2 separate regions of the Pan troglodytes genome follow, and region 1 is linked to region 2. Evidence: chromatin contacts called from public HiChIP or PLAC-seq data. All regions are on one chromosome and are shown on one strand. The core of a region is the stretch at or near the end of the contact, and the rest is flanking DNA. Distances in the headings are between cores, read along the strand shown.

Region 1 (4,460 bases), core at 755-3,254, 100 kb before region 2:
CACTTTTGACATTGTGTATCACAACCAACTGGCAAAAACTAGTAAATCACGGGCTCCTGACGTGGCAGCTCTGGCTAAGATGCAGGTGGACGTCCAGGTGCCCAGGGAGTTCGGGCTCATTGGGGAGTAGGGTGAAGGAAACCCTGAAACCGAGAGGCTGGAAGCCCGACTTGCGCAGCATAAAAACACCTGCAGGGGGAAAGCTTACATGAGGTACGGGTTGTCATCCCGTCTCATCTTGGCCATCTGACTGATGGAGATCCTCAGGCACCCAGCAGACTGGGGTGTCACCCCCACTACCCACTGCCCAGGGCTGACCTCGGGCGGAAGAGCGACATTCAAATATTTGTTGCATATGGAGCAACAGACCAGGGTGGAAGAGAGAGAAAGGACTTTCCAGGAAGGTCCAGGCTTGCCAGGGCTTCTATGCTTGGACTGCTCTGTCCCCAAGCTCGCTGGTGCCCATCAGGAGCCTGCTTGGCACCTTTGCTTATTTCTTCGATTGTTCCTCAACTCAGAGGGGGAGAGGCAAGATTATCACTCCCATAGCCTATAACATGCACGCTTAAACACAACCCCTCTGACATGGCTTCAGACCGCATCCACAGGTGAAAAGCACCAAATCCAAACAATCAGGCCACAAACCCGTCAAGAGCTCGCCGGTCTGGCCGTCCAGTCGCCGCCCGCCTTGAGACTCAGCCTGAGCTACAGCTTCGAAACTAGCCTCTAGCCTTCTGGGTCTCAGCACAACTCTTAGGCAATCCAACCCTGTGGCCGTGGGCAGATACCAAGATGCACAGTTAGCACCTCCGACAGGACCGCGGCTCGGCGGGGCTCGCCGTCTACACGCCCATTCCCAGGCCCACGGCCACGACACCCAGAGCTGCCTCCTGCCCTGGGCTCCCTGGAGCCTGGTGGCCGCGGCTCATGCTGCAGTCACCGTGTAGCCAGCTGCCAAGCGCCACTACTTGCACCTGAAGTCGCAGCCCCGCGCTGCGCACCCAGTCGAGGCGCCAACACGCGAACTGGGCGGGAGTGGCCGGCCCGCGGGGGAGCGAGGAACGATAGGGTTCCCCCAACTCGCTGCCCAGACTGGCCGCGGGATAGCGCGCCCACCCCAAAGCCTGCACCCCTGCCCTGCTCCTCTATCATTCCGTCCCCCTTGCTCCGTCAAACCCTGCCGGGGCTGCTCTGTCTCTGCCGACCCGCCACTTGCCCGAAGTTCGGCCTGGGGAGCTTGGGGCCCTGAGGAGCGCCGACGTAGGCAGCCAGCCAGTCAATCAGTCAGAGGGTCACGGCGGCCCCTTGGCTACTCAGTGGCAGCCAGGCCAGAAAGAAGCAGACGCCGACCCTGGAGCGGAATCCTACAGCCGACCTGACCTAGTAGGCCCCCAGCCCTCCAGAGCTTGGGGTATTGCAGAGCCGCCGCAAGGCCTGCCGGGAGTAGTAGTTTGTATAGTTTGCAGCCGGCCAGGGCGGAGCCGGGTGGGTTGGTGGGGAGGGCGGGGAAACAAGCCTGGACCACAACTCCCAGGAGTACCCGCGACGGCGGCGGCCTCGCTGTCGCACTCAGGCTATAGGGGGCGCATTGGGCGGAAGACCCTGGGCCGGCAGGAACTTGCTTGTGATTGGATGTTGTGGGACGGCGGCTTCTCATTCGTCAGCCTGTGACTGTGGAGTTTGAATTGGGTGGCGGTTGACTGTAGAGCCGCTCTCTCTCACTGGCACAGCGAGGTTTTGCTCAGCCCTTGTCTCGGGACCGCAGGTACGTGCCTGGCGACTTCTTCGGGTGGTCCCCGTCCGCCCTCCTCGTCCCTACCCAGTTTCTTGCTTCCCTGCCCCATCTCCGCCGCTCCCCGCAGCCTCCGCCGAGCGCCATGGCTCCTAGGAAGGGCAGTAGTCGGGTGGCCAAGACCAACTCCTTACGGAGGCGGAAGCTCGCCTCCTTTCTGAAAGACTTCGACCGTGAAGGTAAGGGGCCAGGCCGTCGCGGCCTCCTGGGGCGGTCGCGGGATGCTGGCGGGTGGGGACACGAGCTGCACAGATTCGCCCGCCCGTGACCCGTGTCCTGTCGGCTCTGCCCTCCCGCAGTGGAAATACGAATCAAGCAAATTGAGTCAGACAGGCAGAACCTCCTCAAGGAGGTGGATAACCTCTACAACATCGAGATCCTGCGGCTCCCCAAGGCTCTGCGCGAGATGAACTGGCTTGACTACTTCGGTAAGAGCTGGAGAGCTTCCCTGGGCGGAGGCCGGGAGCCCCTGGGGGTTAGGTGACACCCTTCAGAAAGGGCTCGCTCAGATGTCACCTTTTAATGAGATCTGACATGACCACTTATGGAAAATTGCAGACCCTTTCACTCTCTGTCTCACTTCCCTACTTCATTTTTCTCTATGAAAAATGGGGGGGGGGGTTGGGGGGCGGCGGGCGGGGCGGTCTCTGTCGGACAACTCAGCTCTGCTGTTACAGGTCCAAAACAGCTGTAGTGAATGGGCATGGATGGGCTGTATTCCAATAAAATTTTAGTTATGGATACACTGAAATGTGAATTTCACATAATTTTCACACATCAGGAAATTTATTTAATTTTTTTTAAACAGAGTCTCACTCTGTCACCCAGGCTGGAGTGCAGTGCAGTGCAGTGGTGCGATCCCTGCTCACTGCAACCTCCACCTTCTGGGTTCAAGTGATTCTCCTGCCTCAGCCTCTGGAGTGGCTGGGATTACGGTCGCCTGCCACCATGCCCCGCTGATTTTTGTATTTTCAGTAGAGACGGGGTTTCACCATGTTGGCCAGGCTGGTCTCGAACTCCTGACCTCAAGTGATCCGCCTACATAGGCCTCCCAAAGTGCTGGGATTACAGGAGTCAGCCACTGCGCCCGGCCAGAAAATAGTATTTTTAAAAACATATGTATATTTTACCCATTTAAAAATGAATGAATAAATGACATGGTTAGTTAACCAGAGCTCAGATAGAAGAATAACCCGAAGCAGCTCCTTCTGCAGCTTATGGAAATTGCTAACCTAAAAATGGGCGCATCAGGCTGGGCGTGGTGGCTCACGCCTGTAATCCCAGCACTTTGGGAGGCTGAGGCGGGCAGATGACCTGAGGCCAGGAGTTCGAGACCAGCCTGACCAACATGGAGAAACCCTGTCTCTACTAAAAATACAAAAAAGTTAGCCGGGCGTGGTGGCGCATACCTCTAATCCCAGCTACTCTGGAGGCTGAGGCAGGACAATCGCTTGAACCTGGGAGGCAGAGGTTGCGGTGAGCCGAGAGCGCGCCATTGCACTCCAGCCTGGGCAACAAGAGCAAAACTCCGTCTCAAAAAAAAAAAAAAACAGACACATCAGTTTTCCTGGCCAGAGAAAAATCTCAGCCTGTTTCTGCACTCCCTTATTAAATGTCCAGAGAAATGCAGGAGGCTGTACTTTTCTGCTGGGTTGCCCTTTTCTGTTTTCCTTATTATTAACTATCCAGCATGTAGTCTCCTTCCTGGATAGAAATGCATGGTCTGCTCACATATTAGACATTGAATGATCCTTTTGACTTGCCCTTTTATTTATTAATATTAAGCCATTCATTTGCTTATTTCTCCAAATACTGAGCATGTGTCAGTCACAGTGCTAGGTGCTAAAGATGCACTGGGGAATAAAACAGACATTGTCTCTGCCTTCAGGAACATACAGGTTAGTAGAAAAGAGCTATTAGAAAAATCCACATACAATTATGTAATTAAAAGTATAGGTACTACAAAGGAGATAGAATAGAGTAGTGGTCAGTGAGCATATTGTGCTTTCTATGCCGGATGGGCATTGTACCAAGTGTTTTACATACATTAACTAATTTTTCTTCATAACTAATAATATCCCTATTTTTCAAAATGACAAGATTAAGGCACAGAGAAATTGGACACTTTGCTCAAGGCCTCATAAGCTAGTTAGTGGGATAGTCTGTTTGAACCCAGGTATTCTGGTTTCATAGCCTGAGATCTTAACTGTTTTACAAGATACTATGAGGGTTTCTAGCAGGAGGTTCTAACCTAACTTTTTATTCTACATGTAAATCTCACAAAGACCTTTTCATTCAACACATGTTTACTGTACATCTATTGACTGCTAGATTTTTGCCAGAAGCAAAGGATGTCATCTCTGGAATTCAGTCCAAGGCAGGGATGGACATTTAAACAGCTTTGAGTAGTTATTGGGTATAATGAGGGTGAGCAACTAACTCTACACTTTGCAGCAAACTGCTGAGATAGAAAAATAAGCAGGCTGGGCACAGTGGCTCACCTGGAATCCCAGCACTTTGGGAGGCCAAGGCAGGTGGATTACTTGAGCCCAGGAATTTGAGACCAGCCTGGGCAACATAACAAGACCATATCTTTAAGCTTTAAAAAAAATAATTAAAAATAAATTTTTTTAAAAAGAAAAATAAGCAGAGGGCAGGGCATAGGGTG
Region 2 (4,623 bases), core at 1,428-3,927:
CTCCCACCTCAACCTCCTGAGTAGTTGGGAGTACAGGCGTGTGCCACCATGCCTGACTAATATATTTTAATTTTTTGTAGAGATGAGGTCTCACTATGTTACCCAGGCTGATCTCAAAAGCCTGAACTCAAGTCATCCTCCCACCTCAGCCTCCCAAAGTGCTGCGATTACAGGCATGAGCCGCCGCACCCGGCAAATGGCATTATCTTTAAAGAGGATGAAATCTCTCCTGCAGACCACAGAGTAAAATCCCAAAAAAATGACTGGAATTGATGCCCTTTGGGTCAGTATTCATGATTGGTCCAGTGGAAGATGGGAAGCTATCATTGGACTAATTCTGACCACTAGGTCAGAGTACTAGCCCTGGGTCAAACCGTCAAGGCCAGGTGGCAGCGTCAAGGACTCCAGGCATGGCCAACAGGGGGCACAATTGTTTCAGGGCATCCCAGAAAGAGTGGGATGACTGGGAGCTGGGGAAACCTTCCCACTATTTTTCCAAAACCATCACCACCGATTCCCTGTTCTCTTAGTTCCTCGTTAATGATTCTTTCTGTTTCCTTCTTAGACTCTCTCCTTCCTCTGCCTGTCCCAGAAATGCTGGTGTTCCTGAGAGTGCCGTCGTTACCCGTTTTCTTCTCATTCTTTCTTTCTTTCTTTCTTTTTTTGAGACAGAGTCTCGCTCTGTCACCCAGGCTGGAGTGCAGTGGCGTGATCTCGGCTCACTGCAACCTCCGCCTCCTGGGTTCAAGTAATTCTCCTGCCTCAGCCTCCCAAGTAGCTGGGACTACAGGCGCCTGCCACCTCGCCTGGCTAATTTCTTGTATTTTAGTAGAGACGGTGGTTTCATCGTGTTGCCCAGGCTGGTCGCAAATGCCTGAGCTCAGGCAATCCACCTGCCTTGGCCTCTCAAAGTGCTGGATTACAAGCTTGAGCCACTGCACCCAGCCTCTTCTCACTCTTTCTATTCCCAGAGTCACCTCACTCTTTGGTAGACATGGTATTCTCTCCAACATTTAAACCACTCCACAAATGTAATCTAATCTAGTCATGGTAATTCTATCCCCCTCGGCAATAATTTGTCTGGCATAAAAAGGCCTAAACCAGATTAGACCAAGGAGATTCAATGAGATGTTTGTTTAGGACTTCTGGGAAAGAGAAATCAGTCTTACCCTTGCCTGTGGAATGGGAAGAGCAGTCAATAGCCATAGCAGCCATTTTGTGGCATGAGGGGAACTGGCTTTGTATATGAAGTCAGTGGTGGGGAGAGTAGAGCAGTGAGACGGGAACATCTCAGGTTCCTAATGACATTGTTGGATCAGAGAAAATACCCACTCTGCCCTGCCACTGGGCTCCTTGCTTTGCAAGTTGATACACTGGCATATTCCTTAAGCCAGGCTGAATCGGGTATGGGCGACCTGGAGCTGAAGGCATTCCACTTCATTCACATTTACCACCATAAGGTCTCTCAAGCTCACTTTCCTCGGCTGCAGGTCTACCAACACTTCCCAAGCTTCCTGCTCCTCTTCCTGGGTTCCCTACAATTCATTTTACTTAACCAATAAGAACTGGGTGCCCGCCATCATCCCAAGCTCTGTTTTAGACATGCAGACAGGGAATGAAACAAAGTTGCTGTCATTGCGGACCACTGAAGGAGGCATATGATAAACAAAACTATCTTCTGAATAAATGAAGTAATGAATAATGCAGTGTAGGAACTCTATCAATAGCGAGTGAAAAGCTTATTATCTACAGACTATCACACCAGGGGCTGGTACTCACTTAAACGGCACTAGGAAGTGAGTGTCAGATGCTGTTCCAGCAGCCCTTGGCGTCTAACAAGGTAAATAAGACGGGGCCTGTCCTCTGGAGCCCAGAATCCAGGAAGAAAGGCGCACATGTATTGAGCGCTTGCTTTTCAGGCCCCGTGGAAGTGCTTTACGGGAACCATCTCATTTAATCCTCCCTGACTCTAGGAGGTTCTCCCAGGAGAGACCGCTCCAGACGACATCAGGCCTACAAGCCAAGAAATGCAGCAGGCCTCTAGAAACTGAGAAAGACCCCCAGATGACAGCCAGCAAGCAAATGGGGGCCTTAGCCCTGCAATTGTATGGAACTGAATTCTGCCATTGAGCTGGACGTAGATCCGTTCCTAGAGCCTCCAGAAAGGAGTGTAACCTGCCAACGCCTTAATTTTGGCTTCGTGAGATTCCAACCAGAGAACTCACTAAGCCACACTGCGACCCGGCAGGCTGGGCAGTGCAGCGAGCTCTGCAGAGTGCGCCCTGACCCGGGGTCCAGGCCCGGTCAGTGTGACCTTGCGCGAGTCACGGTCGTCTTCCGCCCGCCAGGCCCCGGCCGGCGTCTGCAGGGTCCGATTCCTGGGGATTTCCCGACGCCCCTTCCCCCGAGGTTCAGGGGCTGCCTGGGGTGCCGGGGAGGGGGGCCGAGGGATGGGGGACTTGGGGCTAGAAGGGTGGCACTGAGACCCGTAGGGAGGGGGCCAGTGAAGTGAGTAAAGGTGGATCGACGAAGAAGGAAATCCTTGGGGAGAGAACCACCGACGCGCGCTTCTTTCCCCCCCCGCCCCGCCTCCGCCCCCGCCCCCGCCGCCCCAGCGCCGCCGCCGCGCCGCCTCTCTCCCGCGCTCCGGAAGGCCTGCGTCCCCGCTCCCCAGCCAGGCGCCACCACCTGCCGCCGAGGCAGCCAGGCGACTCTTCTTTCGCGGGTCACGCGGCCTGACTCAGGCCCCTGCTCCTGTGGCCCCGAAACTCGCCGTTCGCTGGGCCTTGCGTTGCACTCGGCGTCCAGTTCCCCCTCGGCTCGCGGCCACTTGGTCCGCGCCGCCTGCGTCCTGTGTGCCGAGCCCGCCCGCACTGCGGGGACAGGCCGGGCGCCGCCCACGCCGCGCTCTGCCGGGCGCACAGTCTGCCTGGGAAGCGCGCGGCCGGGCGGGCGGCCATGGCGCGGCACGCTGGGAGGTAGCGCGGCGGCTGCAGGAGCGCACAGTCGGCCATGGCCCGGCGGCGGCGCCGCGCCTGCATCGCTCTGTTCCTGGTGCTGCTCTTCGCCTTCGGCACCCTCATGGGTCTGCGCACGCTCAAGGCTCCGGACGGACTCCCGGCGCTGGGCCCGGGCCTGGAGCTGGCGCCCTTTGAGCGACGCCCAGAGGGGGCCCCCGCGCCCGCTCCCAGGGCCCCGGCAGCCCCTGCCGCGCCGCCCCCGCCGCCGCCGCCGCCCCGCACCGCGGACCCTGGCGGCTCCCCTGGGCCGGCACCCGCGGAGGCCGAGCCCGCCCCCGTGCAGAGCCTGCGCGTCTACTCGGACCTGCACGCCTTCTACTACTCGTGGTACGGGAGCCCGCGGAGCGAGGGCCACTACATTCACTGGGACCACGTCATGGTGCCGCACTGGGACCCCAAGATCTCGGCCAGCTACCCCCGCGGCCGCCACAGCCCCCCAGACGACTTGGGCTCCAGCTTCTACCCGGAGCTGGGGCCCTACAGCTCCCGGGACCCCGAAGTGCTGCGGGAGCATATGACCCAGCTCAAGGAAGCCGCCATCGGTGAGCGCCCCCCACCCCTGGCGGCCCTGCCCCCCAGCCTCACCCTTCCTCCTTCCCACACCCCAGCTCCCTCTGGTCCTGTCACCGGCCCTTTGGTCCCACTTATCCGCCAGCCTGGCTTCTTAGCTGTTCCCTCCCACTCTCATCCTGGGCCCACCATGCGACACCGCCCCTCCGTCTAGTATTCAGACCCCCCAGCTGGGCCCTTCCATCCCTAACATCCAGGGCCCTTCCCACAGGGCGGAACTGCTAGGAGTTTGCACCAGGAGAGGGAGGCAGAGTCTTCAAATTTGTTGGGCGATGGGAAGTGAGGCCTGGAGTCCTGGCCCGCAGGTTCTGGGGTTCAGAGGAGTGGAACTTAGGGCGGCCTCTGCTTTCATGGCAGGTACAGGGTAGAGCAGCAGCCGTTCCTGCTTTTGCTGGCTGCAGAGAGGAAAGTGTGCCCGTGTTCCATGAAGGCCTCTGCTCTATTTGCAGTTGGAGGTAGTGTTGGGGGTTTAGAGGCTTTTCATCAAGCACCCAGCTGGAGGGAAGGTCCCAGGGCGCCTCCTTTGTAGGCTGGAGAGGGGAGGCTCACTTATTTCGGATTTCGTCACTGAATTTTGCTGGATTTTACAGATGGCCTCTGCTCAGGGCTCTTCTCCATGCGGGACGTTAGGGTTAGGGGTGCTTCTCTTCTTCAGAGGTAGGCCTGTGGCTTCCAGGTGGGTGTGGCACTGTCCTCCCATTCCTTTTGTTCTACTACTTGCTGAGGCAGTCTAAAGCCTGGCTCCCTCCCGGCCTGGCGCGCTACGTACGGTTCCCGCAGGCGCTCCGCTTCAGCACCGCGGGCGTGGACAGCTCCGGGGCGCGAGGCTCTGGGACTCATCTGCAGGAAGTGAACCTGGCAGGAGGCTTGCTTCAGTTTTTTAGGAACCATTTTTGCAATTGGAGATGTTTGTGAGGAAAAAAATCTCTGTTGAGGGGGGTACTGTGTGTCTCTGAAGTGGCCTCTGTGTTGCGTCTCAGGCGTCCTGGTCCTGTCCTGGTACCCACCTGGCATGGCTGATGATAACGGGGAG

What was found. HiChIP or PLAC-seq counts read pairs in DNA pulled down with a chosen protein or histone mark.
Region 1: a contact with region 2 is called in an H3K4me3 HiChIP or PLAC-seq map of stem cell-derived excitatory neurons, with 4 times the contacts expected there. The contact joins the promoter of AIRIM here to the promoter of MANEAL in region 2. A contact is called at or near these places in 1 of 7 Hi-C or Micro-C datasets (stem cell-derived neural progenitor cells) and 1 of 1 datasets of contacts at active chromatin or transcription factors (stem cell-derived excitatory neurons).

What each region holds. Positions count from the first base shown.
Region 1 is chr1:193,296,213-193,300,672 of NHGRI_mPanTro3-v2.0_pri, reverse strand. It overlaps AIRIM (AFG2 interacting ribosome maturation factor), which reads right to left and starts at 2,004. Exons shown (of 6, transcript XM_063803468.1): 1 at 1-2,004. It overlaps CDCA8 (cell division cycle associated 8), which reads left to right and starts at 1,744. Exons shown (of 10, transcript NM_001246430.1): 1 at 1,744-1,971; 2 at 2,092-2,220. The coding sequence starts at 1,878.
Region 2 is chr1:193,195,701-193,200,323 of NHGRI_mPanTro3-v2.0_pri, reverse strand. MANEAL (mannosidase endo-alpha like) reads left to right here and starts at 2,677. Exons shown (of 4, transcript XM_001170001.8): 1 at 2,677-3,562; 2 at 4,571-4,623. The coding sequence starts at 3,013.